Linked DNA regions of Zea mays: region 2 is linked to region 1. The links are chromatin contacts, called in public Hi-C maps. All regions are on one chromosome and are shown on one strand. The core of a region is the stretch at or near the end of the contact, and the rest is flanking DNA. Distances in the headings are between cores, read along the strand shown.

What was found. A called contact is a pair of places that touch in the nucleus more often than the background predicts.
Region 2: a contact with region 1 is called in a Hi-C map of ear, with 4 times the contacts expected there. The contact joins the promoter of LOC103638383 here to the promoter of LOC103638381 in region 1. A contact is called at or near these places in 5 of 25 Hi-C or Micro-C datasets (bundle sheath, ear, endosperm and 2 more).

What each region holds. Positions count from the first base shown.
Region 1 is chr9:52,243,090-52,246,366 of Zm-B73-REFERENCE-NAM-5.0, forward strand. It overlaps LOC103638381 (formate dehydrogenase 1, mitochondrial), which reads right to left and starts at 1,522. Exons shown (of 6, transcript XM_008661313.3): 1 at 1,154-1,522; 2 at 593-764. The coding sequence starts at 1,468.
Region 2 is chr9:52,470,193-52,473,469 of Zm-B73-REFERENCE-NAM-5.0, forward strand. It overlaps LOC103638383 (serine/threonine-protein kinase BLUS1), which reads left to right and starts at 1,589. Exons shown (of 22, transcript XM_035962542.1): 1 at 1,589-1,871; 2 at 2,122-2,653. The coding sequence starts at 2,483.

The DNA of each region.
Region 1 (3,277 bases), core at 272-2,771:
AAAAAAGATCTTACAGGTTTATTCAAAAAATAAACTGTTGTAGTTTTAAGTAAATTTATAGAAAAAGTGTATCAGTAATATAGTTTCACCGTATATTTATATGATGTCACAAATACTACTTCTTTTCTACAAACTTAGTAAAACTTATGGTGTGACTTACTAAATTTATAGATTATAATGTCTTTCTTTTTGGGACAGAGAGAGTATTTCAGTGTTCTAAAATCATGATGGTAGGCTTGATAGCTTTTATGTTTCAGTAAATGCTTAGGCCACCCTGAACAATAAAAGCCAGTTACTAGCTCAAAGACAACCTTCCCAATGGTGTTAACTTTTAGCAATAGCTCTGCTCATAATGCGATTAGGTCCATATGACAACCTCTCGTAATCTTGAAATGTGTATAAGACTAGCTCTTGATCAAGAGACATATTTTCCTTCTCTTCTATTAGAATATGAAATAAAACGATTAACGCTATCTCATAAGTCATTACTGGAACCACCCTAACTTAAATGAGAAGTACTGAAATCTTTGTTTGGGTGTGGGTGTTGGGGGGGGGGGGGGGGGGGGGGGGGGGGGTTGCCTGGGCTACTGACCACAGTTGGGGCCTTCCTTGTCATCGGTGACAATGTACTGATGGCCCTGCGACTCGAGCCAGCCGCGGATGCCGAGTGCACCCTCGACGCAGCCGACGAAGTTGGGGTTCTTGTCGGCATACTCCCCGGCCTTGTAGAACACCCCGACTATCTTCTTGCTGCCTGTAGACGTCTGCAGAACAAAGGAAGAATTCAATTAATGAGAATGCATCTTCAAAGTTTGTGTCATAGATAGATCGGATTGCTCCGCATCTGGAATTCAGGCACAAGCAATACATCTTGTGTGAACTAAACTCTACTAAATTTCACCAAAGAGGAAAAAAACATACACAAGGGAAAGAAAATCCTGAAAAGCAGCATAGCCAACAATGTAAGGACTGAAAATTCGCCGTCCGGCCCCCGCAGCTAAGAATATCAAGCGGAAATTTGCCGATAAACTCGGCGCAGTAGCCGCGATGAATCAACGAGCACGCGACAAATTCGCAGCTAAAGCAGAAACAGGGTAACCATCGGATCAAAACGAAGACGACGAGAAAGGTAGGGTAGGGAGGATTGGATTACGTGCGCGGCCCTTGAGCCGAGCGCCCGGTCGACCAGCTGCCTAGCGGCGGCCCTCCACATCGCCATGAACCGCGAAGCCAAAGGAGGATCAGGGAGAAGGAACCGCGCGGCGAGGAAGCGCAGGAGTGAGTGGGGAGGAAGAGGAACAGAACTACAGTCTACAGCTACAGAAGTGGGCGGCGAGTCGACTGCGGGCACGACCGATAAAAAGACTCCCAACGGGACCCTGACGTGTGAGCCCCGCCAATCGTCACGGGGGAGTGGGGGCCAGGTCACCGTGGTCCACGTTTGGGGTGAGGGAGAGTTGGTGCACATCCCGGCAGCCGACGTGCAGACACCCAGCCGAACATGCTCCGCTCAATGACATCTGGGTCCCATATTTCCTGGGTCCACTTGTCTTTGTCGGTGCACGTAACTTAGCCGATGGCTTTCCAGATGATCATCGTCACAGGGAAGAAGGAAACGGACCGAAGCAGCGTGAATGGGCGCTGCGATCGGTAGTTGGCAAATGGCACCGCATGAAGCAGGCCGTCCGTGTGACATTTCTTTCTCTTGCTTTACGTACCGCAGAATTAGGGTATATTTAGACTAAACTTTAGTACTAAATGGTAAGACAAAAGTGTACGTGTCGACTTGACAGAAGGCAAAAGTTCAAGTATGACGCACAAATGAACACAAGTCAGCGTGAACAGTACATGTTAATGTTCATTTATTTATAGGCACGGGACGCAGCCCGGTCGAAATTACATTCATACCCTCAACAAATAGCTATAAACATGACACAAACTATCATGGACTGATCGATCTTTTTCTCTTTAGGTCGGTTCCATTTTCTGCTGCTGAGCCGAAGCTTCCCTGCGCGTAGCTTCGGAACTGATTCAACCTTCGTCCCGACCATGCTTTTCATATTGTGTTCAGCTTCACTCTGAGTCCGAAGGTTACTGTACATATATTATACTTGGGAAACATTGTTAATCGTGTTTTTGAGGACCTTCGGAAGACGAAGGCTCCCAACATTAGCCCCTCGCAGTATTATTTTGTTATAACAACGAATTCAGACTGCGACATGAACGAAGGCCTTAAGCCGAAGGACCGAAAAAACATCTTCCCTTTGCTAGAATAGCAACAGTCAATGACAGACAGGGCCCGCCAAGTTGCAAAACGCGAGGCATATAAATAGGAACCCACACCGGCAGCATTGATACGCCATTTCTGCCATTTGTGTTATTTTCTCAAACTTTTAGCTCTTGTTCACTAGCTCTCGCTTGATTTTCAAGCTTTTTGAGCTTCGGCTTAAAGACGCGTTTGCTCCAAATTTGAAAAGAAGAAGATGAGTGGAGAGAAGAAACAACCGAGGAGACGAAGCTGTATGAAGAGAAAAAAGTTGCAGATCCTTTCATTGCTGGATTTTATGAGTCCATGGCAAAAACAAATACACAGAAAATTACTAAGGAGATCATGGAGGGTTTATCCGAAGATTCTGATGACAGTGATAGTTATGACATTGAAAGCGGGGATGAAGACTCTGAGGATCGGCCGTGGCGCCCAAGCCATACTATCTTCGGAAAATCGACTATCAAGCAAAGTCATATTGATGCCATGAGGGGGAGATATTTTCGCGACATGTCTATTGTCAGAGTTGGAGGAGACAGTACTGCCCCTGCCCTGGAGGAAAACGAAGTTGTTATATACCGAAGCTTCTTGAAGGCAGGTCTTCGGTTCCCGCTGAGTAAATTTGTGGTCGAGGTATTAAAGATATTCCAAATCTTTCTCCATCAGATTACCCCCGAAGCAATTATCAGGATGGGGATATTTGTCTGGGCTGTAAGGAGCCAGGGGCTGGAGCCTAGCGTGAAGTGCTTCTGCAGCATGCACGAGCTTTTATATGAAACTAAGGCTATTGGCAAGGAACAATATCACAACAACTTCGGTTGTTACGGGTTCATTGTCCGTTCTAATACAAGCCACCCAGTGCCAACATTCCGGAAAAGATGGCCCGGGGCTTGGATGGAGAAGTGGTTTTACGTAAAAATGATTTGATTAAAAGAGAAGACATCAAGGGAATTATCCAGCGCCCCATCTGGTCTCGTTTCGGCCTTCGAAGGCCGAAGGTGAATATTGATG
Region 2 (3,277 bases), core at 339-2,838, 230 kb after region 1:
CCACGCGGGAGGGAGCGAGCGGCCTCACGCGAGCACCGTCCCGTCCTTCCCCGCGCGGCCAACCCTCTGTAAGAGGGCCCTGGTCCTTCCTTTTATAGGCGCAAGGAGAGGATCCAGGTGTACAATAGGGGGTGTAGCAGTGTGCTAACGTGTCTAGCGGAGGAGAGCTAGCGCCCTAAGTACATGCTATCGTGGCAGCCAGAGAGGTTTTGGCACCCGGTTCGTGTGGTGTCGTGGCCGTCGGAGGAGCGCTGGAGCCTGGCAGAAGGACAGCTGTCGGGGCTGTCGAGTCCTTGCTGACGTCCTCTTGCTTCCGTAAGGGGGCTGAGAGCCGCCGTCGTCATAGAGCGTGCGGGGCGCCATCATTACTTGTCTGGCAAAGCGAGCCAGATGAGACACCGGTCTTGTTCCCCGTAGCCTGAGTCAGCTTGGGGTAGGGTAATGATGGCGCCTCCTGTTGACGTGGTCGGTCTGTTGTGCCCTAGGTTGGGCGATGTGGAGGCTCCTCCGAGGTCGAGGTCGAGTCTGTCTTCCGAGGCCGAGGTCGAGTCCGAGCCCCTGGGTCGAGCGAGGCAGAGACCGTCGGCTGAGGCCAGGGCTGAGTCCGAGCCCTGGGGTCGGGCGAAGCGGAGTTCGTCATCTTCCGGGGCCGAGCCCGAGTCCGAGCCCTAGGGTCGGGCGAAGCGGAGTTCGTCGTCTTCCGGGGCTGAGCCCGAGTCCGAGCCCTAGGGTCGGGCGAATCGGAGTTCGTCGTCTTCTGGGGCTGAGCCCGAGTCCGAGCCCTGGGGTCGGGCGAAGCGGAGTTTCCTATGGCGCCTGAGGCCGGGCCTGACTGCTGTCAGCCTCACTCTGTCGAGTGGCACAGCAGTCGGAGCGGCGCAGGCGGCGCTGTCCTCTTGTCAGACCGGTGATTTGGTCGGTTGGCGTGGCGATTTGGCCAAGGTTGCTTCTTGGTAAAGACTAGGCCTTGAGCGAGCCGAAGGTGTGTCCGTTGCTGGAGGGGGGCCTCGGGCGAGAAGTAGATCCTCCGGGGTCGGCTGCCCTTGCCCGAGGCTGGGCTCGGACGAGGCGTGATCGAGTCCCTCGAATGGACCGATCTTTGACTTAGTCGCACCCATCAGGCCTTTGCAGCTTTGTGCTGATGGGGTTACTAGCTGAGATTTAGGAGTCTTGAGTGTACCCCTAATTATGGTCCCCGACACAGTTTGATTTTTTTTGTTAGAGAGAGACTACTTTAATTTTAATTTTTTTTATAGGGAGGGTGCTTTTTAATTTTTAATTTATTTTTTGTTAGGAGGATCTATCGTATTTGTCTGGACCCTCGTGTCGCGTATCGTACAACCGTTGCACTATATTTTGTATAGTGTCACAACCAACATACATTGTACTAGTCATTATTTTACAAGCTACTTAACTATATAATTAAATTTTAAACGTACTAATGAAAGTTCCTAAAATGCAATATACCGCTAACGCATAACTTAAGGCATCTAACATATATTGAATTATATATATATGATGATCTGTCAAAAAAATGTTAGAAAGAAAAAAAAGATAGTATATACTTTTATTTGGTTGCCCATAATTCAGCACAAACCAAGTTCCACGAGACCCACACGTTTCTTTACCCTAACCTTTTCAATGCTCCAGCGAAGGAACAGTCGCCGCCATTTCTTCCCATCTCCATCTTCCTCGCAGCTTCGACGCTCCATCTTCCGCTCCCTCCCTTACCCGCGGTCGGCACGCAGGCGACGCCGGCGGCGCTCAGGCTCGGGCTCTCATCTACTGCGTCAGCAGCTTCCCCTCCCGCATCTCGCCAGTCGCCTCGCGCTCTCACCTCCGGTCTTCCGCACACTGGCCGGTGACCCTGCGTGCGTGCCTCTCTCTGTCCTCCCGCCTCCGGTGGATCCTCAACGGCGCCCGGCCCCGGCGGCTGTGCCGCGCGCAGCCTGAGGCAGCGGGAGCCAGCAGCCGCTGCTCCACCAAGGCGGTCGCGCTGCTTTGGGATCGCTTATGCCCCAAAGCGAAGCGTTACCGTCCTCTTAGCGCTTCAGCGCATTGAAGCGTGCGCTTAGTGCCGCTTTTTGGAACCCTGATGCTTTCATATTCCCTGCTTTGCAGCTTATAATATTCTGCCACATCACTCTGGGTGAAGCAAGATTGGGTAGCTTTCCGGTGCCTACTTCATTCTTGAGTTTGTCAATATAAGCCACTGAAGCCAAGGATGCATGAAAATTAACCCAATGAAATAAATGCTCCTACATGAGTCCAAGCATTTACCTATCAAACTTGATAATGCTGGATGCTATTCTCAGGCAGACCTATATGGTGATCTTGCCATTTATTGTCGTGTTTCTATGTTATGGAAATTTTAAGAGCGCTGATGTTACCTGTAGTGCTCTTTAAATTTGGAACTTGGAACATGGAGCATGTGCTGATTAGTAGAAGGTTTCCAACTGATCCTGCTCTCTAAATTTGGAACATGGAGCATGTGCTGAGTAGTAGAAGGTTTCCAACTGATCCCAATGAGTATAAGTTATATGAGGAAATTGGAGATGGTGTTAGTGCCACAGTATACCGAGCTCTTTGTGTCCCACTTGACATCTTGGTTGCCATCAAAGTGCTTGACCTTGAGAAATGTAACAATGACCTGGTAAGTTGTGTTCTATGGCAAATTTCATTGATTCAGTTATTCACATTTCAATGCAACATTTTTTTGGAGAAAAAGATGTAAATTCTTGTTTCTCTACCATAGATTGAGAAGTAGACTAACCAAAAGGGCAATTTTGCCACCGTAAGTCTCTTTTTCGTTCTTACTGAGTATTGATGATTTGTTTTATCATATGGATAGGCTTAGATAACACGTGTCAATGTTCGTTGTTTGTACAGAGATTCTAAAATTTGCAGTAGGTTAGAAGACACATATTACGGTTTTCAAATAGACTATAAGCTTTGTATAAGAAACTTGGTTTTGTTATCAAAGCGACGTTCGTTAAGGTTCTTAAGCTGGTGTTTGCATAAAATCCCAGCTTATGCAAATTGGAGTTTGCATGAATATGTGTGATGGATTGAGTGTTATTAATTGAAGGGAGCAATAATAGTAGATATCTCATGGGTGGAAGAATTGATTGTTATAATGTAGTGTTAGGAAGCTAAAAGAACATTTTCATAATAATGGAGTGTTAGAGCTTGTCCATGCATTTCACTACATGCATCTTATACCTTGTATATACCAGCAGTCGCTGAAAGCATGTTCATATTTCTTGAAGTGTGTTGT